Regions from separate parts of the Mus musculus genome. Here regions 2 and 3 are each linked to region 1. A link is a contact called in public Hi-C and HiChIP or PLAC-seq data. All regions are on one chromosome and are shown on one strand. Each heading gives the region's core, a stretch centred on a gene start, on an enhancer-like site or on the middle of the called end of the contact. The rest is flanking DNA. Distances are from core to core; before and after follow the strand shown.

Region 1 (2,864 bases), core at 240-2,739:
ATACTATCCTTGCAGAGGACCTGAGTTCAATTCCCAGCACCCAGATCAGGTGGCTCACAACCACCTGTAACTCCAGCTCTGAGTGGTCCTAACGCTACGGCTTCCATGCCAGGCACTTATACTCATATATACCCCCTACCAACACACATAAACAGACATGTACATGATTTAATATGCTTTTAAATACAATTTACTAACGTTTACCTTCATACATATGCATGTGCCTGATGCCCATTGTGGGCCAGAACAGGGCCTGGGTTTTGAGAAATGAACCCAGGTCCTCCGCAAGAACAAGTGCTCTTAACCACTGAACCATCTCTCTAGCCCCTTATGCCCCTTGTGAGCGAGGGTCTCTCTCTCTCTCTCCATAGCCCAAGCTGTCCTGGAAATTTACCATGTAAACCAGGCCAGCCTCAAAATCAGAGACCCCTCTGCCTTTGCCTCCCAAAAGTACTAGGATTGAAAGTCACCACCACCATCATCATTATCATCTAATCTACTTTCCTGATTTTTTGATATTTACAAGTCAAAAAAGAAGAAGCAGAATTTAGTTAAGATAAATAACATGAGTGACCACAAAGTAAAGATACTCTATGCCCTTCCCATATATTTAAAGGTGTTTTCGGAGAAGTACTTACACATCTTTTTATTATGCTCTGAAGTTCCTCCACAGCCATTCCTAATTATTTTCCTAATTTTGATGCTGTAATGAACTAATACAAAAAAACCCAGTTAATTGTGTGATACCATGTAAATTATGTTTCATAAACCGTTTCATTCTGAATTATTAGACAACAAACACAATGTAAAGTTTTATAGGTTAACTGCTATTACTGAACGTTACTGTGTTAGCCTAATGAAGCATTTTTAAAAGCCCCTGATATAATGCCTAAAGAAAGTAATTTTTAAAGAATGACGAGTAAAAAAATAAAAAGAGCCCTAGAAAGAACTACTAGAAAAGCCTTTGTTTAAAAGGAAAACAAAAATCCAAATTGTGGACCTGGAATGAAAAATCTAATCATTAAGTAATTTTTTTAAATGTCCCATTGACAAAAACTGGAATCCAACATAATTAAGTCACCCAAAGAAGTTGAAGATTCCGATGCCGCCCACCCCATTCTCCACAGGATCTCCCTCCTCACATAAACAATCGTCAGTGAGATCACCGAGTATCACGAAAAGGAGGCCAGCAGCGAAGGTCCTTGCCCCGCAGGCGCGAACAGGAAAATCACACCCTACCGCGCCTGGCTGAGGCGAAGGGAGGCCATTTCTCCCTGCTCCTGCAGGGCAGGGTGTCCAGGCTCCAGCACCTCCAGAGGCCGAGCAGGAGAGCCGCGTGCGGCGCAGGTCCTGTTCGGCGAGCCCGATCCGCCCGACCCAGCATGTCTACCTACCCGCCGATCCACGCGCCTGCCTCTTGCCCTCCTCCTCCTTCTCCACTTCAGGTAGCGCAGGCCGCACTCCTGGCCCCGCCCCCGGACCGGACCCTCCCCCTCCGCCGCTCGCCCCGCCCCGCCCTGGGCCCGCCCCCTCCGCCGCTCGCCCCGCCCTCCCTGGGCCCGCCCCCAGCCCGGTTCCGGGCGAAGCGTGAGGAGGTAGATGTGCTGTCCCGACCCCCTCTTCTGACCGCATTTCCCCATGGCTGACTCTGCCGTACCTTGCTCTCTAGGCCCAAGTACCCGGGCTTCCAGCACCCACCGAGATGCTACCGGTACGAACAAGAGCCACCGTCCCAGGCTGGGACCCTGAGACCTTGGTTTGAGTACCACGCACGCGCGGGCCTCTTTCTGAGGCTGCGCCGGGGAGAGCGAGAACTCCGGGTGGATGAGGCCCAGAGCTTCCCAACGCAGGCTGTCCTAGTGCCTTCGGGGGAGGAATCCCACACTCTTACACAGGGGTTTTAGGATCTACCCGTACGTGGGAACAAGTGGCCAAGGCAGGTGGTGGTCAGTTGCCTTGAACCTTGGATTGCTTTGATATCTGGTCTCTGAGGTCTCAGACTCCTCTCTTTAGGCAAGGGAACAAACATTTGGGAGACTGAGCAATGTTTATTCTAAAGGAACCCAGTTTAGAGAGTGTTTTAAAAGCACTTGATTAAAGCGCATCCGATGAGAAAGAGTCCTCGAAGAGACTGCCGTCATGAAAATGTAAAATGTAATTAATTTACAGAAACAATTGAATTTGCTTCCTGTTTAGCCCCCCCTTTTGTTTTTGTTTTTCTGGGGGGGGGGTTGTTTTTCTTTTTTTGTACACATCGAAGTTGGAAATGAGATGTGTGAGAGAAAAGGAAATGGTGCCTACAGTGTGATATTTGGGGACTACTCTGCTACATCAAATGCATTGGCACTTGACTTTTCTCTCTTCAATTGTAGGTACTAAACAGACCCGAGCCCTGAAACGAGGAGATGCATCTAAAAGGTAGAACCACGTGGGCATCTGCATTTCACTTTGCTTTTATCTCATTAATTCAATCTGATTTGGTTTTTTTTTTCTTTTCTTTTTTTTTTTCTTTTCTTTTTTTTTTTTTTTTTTTTCTTTTTTCTTTTTGGTTTTGGTTTTTTTGTTTTGATGTTCTGTTTTCTGATCTTGCAATCTGGGAATTGAACTTAAAGACTTTGTACATTCTAATGAAGCTCTTTGTCTAATTTACCGAGCTATACTCCAGCCCAAATAGTTTAAAAGCATAGTGCATACCTTTCTTGAGAAAATACTGAAGACTCAGGAAGCACTGTCGATTCTCACGTAAGACTGCTCTGTCCTTCAGCTGTAGGAAAACCAATGTGGAGGCTTAGGCTGTTGGAAACTATCATGAACACCTGTAGAAAGTTCTGGGGACATAGTTCCTGAATTAACCAATCTTTCCC
Region 2 (2,864 bases), core at 103-2,602, 900 kb before region 1:
TTGAAGAGAACTTTTCCACTAATGTCGCTAAACCATGGATGGATCCCAACACGAGAGTCGTCTGTGGAAGTCTCGCAACAAGAAACCACCTAAGTTTCCAATCACGGGGAAGGGTCTGGGACAACTCATCTTCATGTTCTCGGGAGGAGTGGACGGAGCACACACCTGCTTTCCTCTGGCAGAGATTAAGCTCCCAGGGACACAAAGGCCAGGGAATCAGACCTGGAGAGGCAAAAAGCTTTAGCTAGATACCCACCAAGCCCCGTGGCCACCCAAACACTTCGAGTGTTTTTTTTTCTTTTTTTTTCTTTTTTTTTTACCTCTTGGAGTTACTTCTCAGGCACTTAGCGGCACAAGATGTTGCAGACCAGTGGGAAGAAGGGGAAGGCTATGCGCTCTGGTCCCAAAGTCAGGGGAGGGGTGTGGACAGTTACCTCCAGGGCCGGGGCTACAGGCCCGGACAGAGTAGCCTAGCCGCGCACGGGGCGCCGCCTGACTGCTCTCGGACCGCCCCCGTTACTCGGGGAGTTACAATGGCGACCGCAGGGCTCCCCGGACCTCCGGGTCTCGGCCCCCTTCCCCCTACCGCTCACTGGCTGCTCCGCTACATGTGACTAAACAAAACCCCCCGAGTCCAGAGCCCGGCTCGGCCCCTTTGTGTCCGCCACCGGATCCGCCGCCGCCGCAGCGGAAAGGCACCCCCCGCCCCGCGCGCCCGCCTCCGAGTCCCGCCCCGCGGCGGCCGCCGCCGCTCACCTAAGGTTCCGCGGCCCCCCGCGACCGCCGCCTCCCGGACCCCGCGGCCCGGGCTCCTTGTGCAGCAGCAACTCCGCCTCCTCGGCAGCAGCCGCCATCTTAGCCTGTGCGGCAAAACGCGTCCTTTCCGAGGGTTGGGAGCCAGCCTAGGGCGTAGCTCCCCGGGCCCGAGCGCCGCGGGCCGGGTCCCCCCACAACTTCTTCCGCCACCCTCAGTCCCGCCACCGCCTCAGCCCGGACGTCCGAAACGCGGCCGGGGCCGGGGCTAATCCGACCGAATAAGACCCCCGAAACTCACAGTTTGGTGCCGTGTGCGTCAAACCGGGGCGACGTTGGGAGCGCGCGGCGTCCCCGCGTCACACGCCGCTCTGTACGCTACTCGGCTCCAACGGCCCCCTCCGCTCCCCGCTTCTCGCCTCCGGCCTCGGTTCCCACGGCGCAGGCGCGCGGCTTTCCCGCCTCTGCCTGGCCGCCGGCCGCCGGGGGAAGCCAGCGAGGCGCGCCCGTGCTCTCGGGCCGCCGGAGCTCCCGTGCCAATCAGACCCACGGGGGGCGGCAGCAACGCTGCACCGCTGCTCTCCCGTGCCAAAACCAAACAAGGTCACCTCCCCCAGCGGTGACCTAACCACTCCGGAGGAGGTTCCCGCCCCAAAGTAGGCACGCTCCAAATATGGTGGCGACCAAACTCTGCAAGACCCAAGTACCAGGAATGCCTAGGCCCTTTAAGGTGGAATAGGCCCATCTCTGGTGTCTGCAATCGCTAGTTTGCCAAAAACCTGTTCCCTTTTCCAGCTGTTGAAAGAACCAGCAACATATATCAGGCCTACCTTGGAGAACTGGCACAGACAGGTTTTATGATGTTAAACAGGCCAGGTGGCAAAAGCATCAGGTATAGAAATTCAGTTACCCAGACAAGACACCCAAAAAGAAGGCCCGGATTTGGGTTCCTTGGACTCTGCAAGGGCAGATTCTGCACTAAGGAACATGCCTTGATTGTCCAAATTGGAGTCATGCAAAGAGACGTCAGAAATGCTGGTTAACTCTTCAGGTAATCAATAGATTCCCCAGAGGGTCTTCTAAATCTCCCTTTTAACAAGCATTCAGCCATGGGCTTCTGAGGGAAGCAGCGCACTAATTAGAGGTATTCGCTTTGCTTTTGAACCGAGTCAACAAGTTCCTAACCTGTTGAAGGTGAGCTAAACGTTCTAGAATACTCTGATGGGCCTGCCTTACTAAATTCTTTGGTTTCGCTGAACTTTTTCTCATGAAAAACTTTAAAACGTTTTTTAGTAGTTAAGCAGTAATCATGAACTATGCACCTCCAAGCCTTCGAGATATTATTAACATTCACAGGAATACACCATAATTACATTTATTTGTCAAGAATGGGAGTATCTTTCCTGAAAAACGGTGCCTTCAGAAGCAGCAAATGTATCCCAAAGAACGAACATTTCACTATCCACTCTAATTATTTCGCTTGCTAGTAACTGCTGACAACTAGAGTTCATGCTGTGTGTGTGTCAGGCATTCTTGTCACCTGTTCAAGTTCATTACAACCTAAAGTGGCAAAGAGAGATTAGACTGTTGAGCTGTTTCAAAATGAAAGCTTTCCTTCATATATACGAATAGATAGATACACAACAAATAAATCTGTGTCCATTTTCAGCCAACTGCTTGGAGGAGATGCACTTTAGAGACTTATTCTCATCTCATGAGTTTGGGTTTTGCTTGAATGTATGGCTGTGCACCGCATGCTTCATGCCTGGTACCACAGAGTCCAAATGAGCCTCAGGAAGGACCTGAAACTGGAGCTGCAAATGACAGGCCATCATGTGGAAATATCACAAGGGACCTGATCCTGAGTCCCCAGCAAGCACATAAGGTACTCTTGGCCAGTGAGCCATGTCTCCTGACCCACCAGGTCTGTTAACCTGCAGAACTCAAAGGCCTATCACCTGGAACCAAGCCTTGCATACTTCAGGGCACATTTCAGATATATAAAATATATCGATGTATGGGATCTCCAGATACTTTGTGTGTGTGTGTGTGTGTATTCAGATTATATAAAGTGTTGAATAAATGAGTTTCCATAGTTCTAAGAAAAGAGT
Region 3 (2,864 bases), core at 220-2,719, 610 kb before region 1:
AACAATTAGTGCTCTTGCGGAGGACCCAAGTTCAGTTCTCAGCACCTCCATGGTACCTCCATGGGCACCTGAACTCACACACACATGCCCTCACACATAGATAAAAATAAAATAAAATAAATCGGTAACAATGATTACAAAAGAATAAAGCACATCAGGGTATTTATAGTCGGACTTTTCATTTTCTTTTTTTAGATTTTTAAATTTTACACATATGAATATTTTGCCTGCATGCATGTACACCACAGAAGGTGTCAGCTCACCTGGAATGGGAATTAAGTATGGTTTGAGCTACGGCGTGCGTGCCGAGAACCAAACCCAGGACCTCTGCAAGAGCAAGTGCTCTGGACTTCCGGTCCACTCTCCAGCACCCTTGTTTGTTTAAGTTTACACAGGAGCTCGTGTAACGGAAACTGGCCTTGAACTAGTGATCCTCCGCCTCCCTGGTGCAGAGGTTGTGGGTGCGGGGCCGCCACAGCCAGCTGTATCAGACTTAACTCAGGGTAGCAGAATCTGGATGCTGTGACCCTGGAGCTGCACGGTGACATTGCCTCTGTCCACCAGATGGCAGGAATTCCTTTGGCATGTTCTGTGAGGCAGCTGCCCGGGACACTTGGATGGATCTATCAGTAAGACTTTGAAGACATAAACACAAAACATCGACTCTCACAGAAAACTAAGTGTTCAGGCAAACAGAGCTGGTGGTGGTTTAACCATTCTCTACCCCGGGCTTTTCACCTGTGTTCCTTCCCCGGGCTCCCCTGTACCGTATTACCAGTCCCTCCTGTCTATCATCTACAACAAGGCTTTATCTGTCTAATGTACGTGCCTCTGGGTCTCTAGTGCTCAGCACATAGCATGCCTGCAGTGAGGTATATTTTTGTGTTTTGTTCTTTGAGGTCAATGACAGTTGACTTCTAGAAATGAAGCTCTGTGTATCTTTTTAAGTCTTTGGGCATGAGCAGAAATGCTGAGCGCCTCCCTGCCCCCACCTTCATAGCTGGAAGGAGGAAAGCCGCTCCTGAAGCTTGGGGGCTCATTTCCTCCCTCCAATGCACCCCCCTTCTGTCTATTAGTGGTCAGAGGCATATCTGCCAGCACTGTATTTCCATGCTAAGCTCCAGCGAGGATGTTCAAAGCACCCCCAGGGTCTGTCCTCTCTGCCATTTGCCTCCTTCTAATTTCCTTCTCCAGCCTCCCCTTTCTATGTACCTTCACCCAGACCGCCTTCCCAGTCACTGTGTAGTCAGGGACAAAACCACTTTGTTTCTCTGCCTCCACATCAGATCCTAACCTGTCTTTTGCCCTGGACAGATCGTGAGATACACCTTGGTGCACTCCATAAAGAGGAATTGTTTTGATAATCCAAACAAAGCTAAGAATGTTTAAATTCCTCCCACTCTCTCCTCACCGCAGTGTGAGATGAATCCAACTGTGTTGTAAGAGTGTGGCCGCAGGCCTGCACTCTTGAGTTACGAAATGTTGCAGCAAACTCTCCTTGTATAGCAATGTTATCAGCCAAGAACTCTAGCCTTAGCCCCACCATTGAGAAATCTGGAGAACTTTCTCTTTGTGCACAGGGACTTTCAGAAGTTTCTGCCTAATCGACATCTGTAGCATTCATAAGCATATGTGATGATATAAGGACACTGTGGGGACTTCTCTCCCCAGAGACTATTTGTACTTTTGTTGCAAGTAGGGGCTTAGCAATACTGCATGAGCCCTCAAACCTGATGCTCCGTTTCACATTTAAGGGATGGCAGATGTTAGAACTGGCAGCTGGGAAGAATGCAGTGGGTGGAAATGAGAACACCGTGTCCCTTCCTGTGTGTGTGTGTGTGTGTGTGTGTGTGTGTGTGTGTGTATACATACATACATACATACATATATACATACATTTCCCAGCATATGATGAAATTGGAGTAAGGAGAAAAACATGGCCTTTAGCTTTTTAGTTTTCGCTGGATATTAACTTTAGAGAATTTCATTTTCCCCATTCTTACTTTTTGCACATACATGTGTACCTGTGTAAGGAGAAGTCGGGACAATCTTGGGCTTTTGGTGACATTCCCTCTCCCTCTTTGAGGTAGGGTCTGTCATTGGCTTGGAACTGAGTATGTGGGCTAGGATGACTGGCAAGGAATCTGCTTATCTCTGCTCCCAGTGCTGGGAATACAAGGCATTCACTCCATCCATTCATCCATCCATCCATCCATCCATCTGTCCATCCATCCATCCGTCTGTCCGTTTGTCCATCCATCCACCCATCCATCTATCATCTATCTATCTTCTATCATCTATCATCTAATCTATCAATCATCTATCATCTATCAATCTATCTTCTATCATCTATCTATCATTTATCAATCATCTATGTATCTATCATCTATCATCTATAATAATCATCTATCTATCTATCTATCATCTATCTATCATCTATGCATCATATATCTATAATCTCTCTCTCACCTATCTCTATCTATCTATTGGTGCTATTACCAGGCACTCAGTACATTCATTTATTTATTTATCCATTTATTATTTTTGAGACAGTGTCTCACTGTGGCGCGTTGGCTGATCTAGAACACTCTCTGTAGACCAGATTGGTCTTGAACACAGAGGTCCACCTGCCTCTGCCTTCCAAGTGCTGGAAGTACTGGTATGCACCACCACACCTGGCAAATTGAAATAAATGTATTTATTGATTTGAGGGCAGGGGGAGCAGGGTTTTACTATGTGACTATTTGTTGGTGTTATACTTGCTTTGCTTGGAGCTGTTTTCTCCTACCTTTCCACTATCCTTTTCTTTTCAGGACCTTAAAACTTTGATATGTTACAGAAGAGGTGGGCACGTGAAAAGATGG

Evidence for each region. A called contact is a pair of places that touch in the nucleus more often than the background predicts. HiChIP or PLAC-seq counts read pairs in DNA pulled down with a chosen protein or histone mark.
Region 2: a contact with region 1 is called in a Hi-C map of myocytes, with 1.9 times the contacts expected there. The contact joins the promoter of Zfp644 here to the promoter of Glmn in region 1. A contact is called at or near these places in 5 of 39 promoter capture datasets (the 3T3-L1 cell line, hippocampal neurons, liver and 1 more), 1 of 484 Hi-C or Micro-C datasets (myocytes), 1 of 115 datasets of contacts at active chromatin or transcription factors (fibro-adipogenic progenitors) and 1 of 9 other capture datasets (liver).
Region 3: a contact with region 1 is called in an H3K27ac HiChIP or PLAC-seq map of the NIH/3T3 cell line, with 5 times the contacts expected there. The contact joins the enhancer-like site here to the promoter of Glmn in region 1. A contact is called at or near these places in 4 of 39 promoter capture datasets (the 3T3-L1 cell line, 3T3-L1-derived adipocytes, cranial neural crest and 1 more), 3 of 484 Hi-C or Micro-C datasets (embryonic fibroblasts and stem cell-derived neural stem cells) and 7 of 115 datasets of contacts at active chromatin or transcription factors (the NIH/3T3 cell line, T-cell acute lymphoblastic leukemia, embryonic stem cells and 3 more).

What each region holds. Positions count from the first base shown.
Region 1 is chr5:107,596,150-107,599,013 of GRCm38.p6, forward strand. Glmn (glomulin, FKBP associated protein) reads right to left here and starts at 1,490. Exons shown (of 19, transcript NM_133248.2): 1 at 1,395-1,490; 2 at 639-713. The coding sequence starts at 677. It overlaps Rpap2 (RNA polymerase II associated protein 2), which reads left to right and starts at 1,547. Exons shown (of 13, transcript NM_144911.3): 1 at 1,547-1,711; 2 at 2,373-2,418. The coding sequence starts at 1,639.
Region 2 is chr5:106,695,478-106,698,341 of GRCm38.p6, forward strand. Zfp644 (zinc finger protein 644) reads right to left here and starts at 1,353. Exons shown (of 10, transcript NM_001363318.1): 1 at 1,055-1,353; 2 at 166-222.
Region 3 is chr5:106,990,297-106,993,160 of GRCm38.p6, forward strand. No RefSeq gene overlaps it. Among named protein-coding and RNA genes, the nearest start is that of Cdc7, 27 kb to the left of the region's middle. Within about 2 kb of position 1,470, at least 69 of the 459 cell types and tissues checked have an H3K27ac peak or open chromatin away from gene starts, as enhancers often do. A contact at or near this core is called in 3T3-L1-derived adipocytes and the NIH/3T3 cell line, where this site is marked.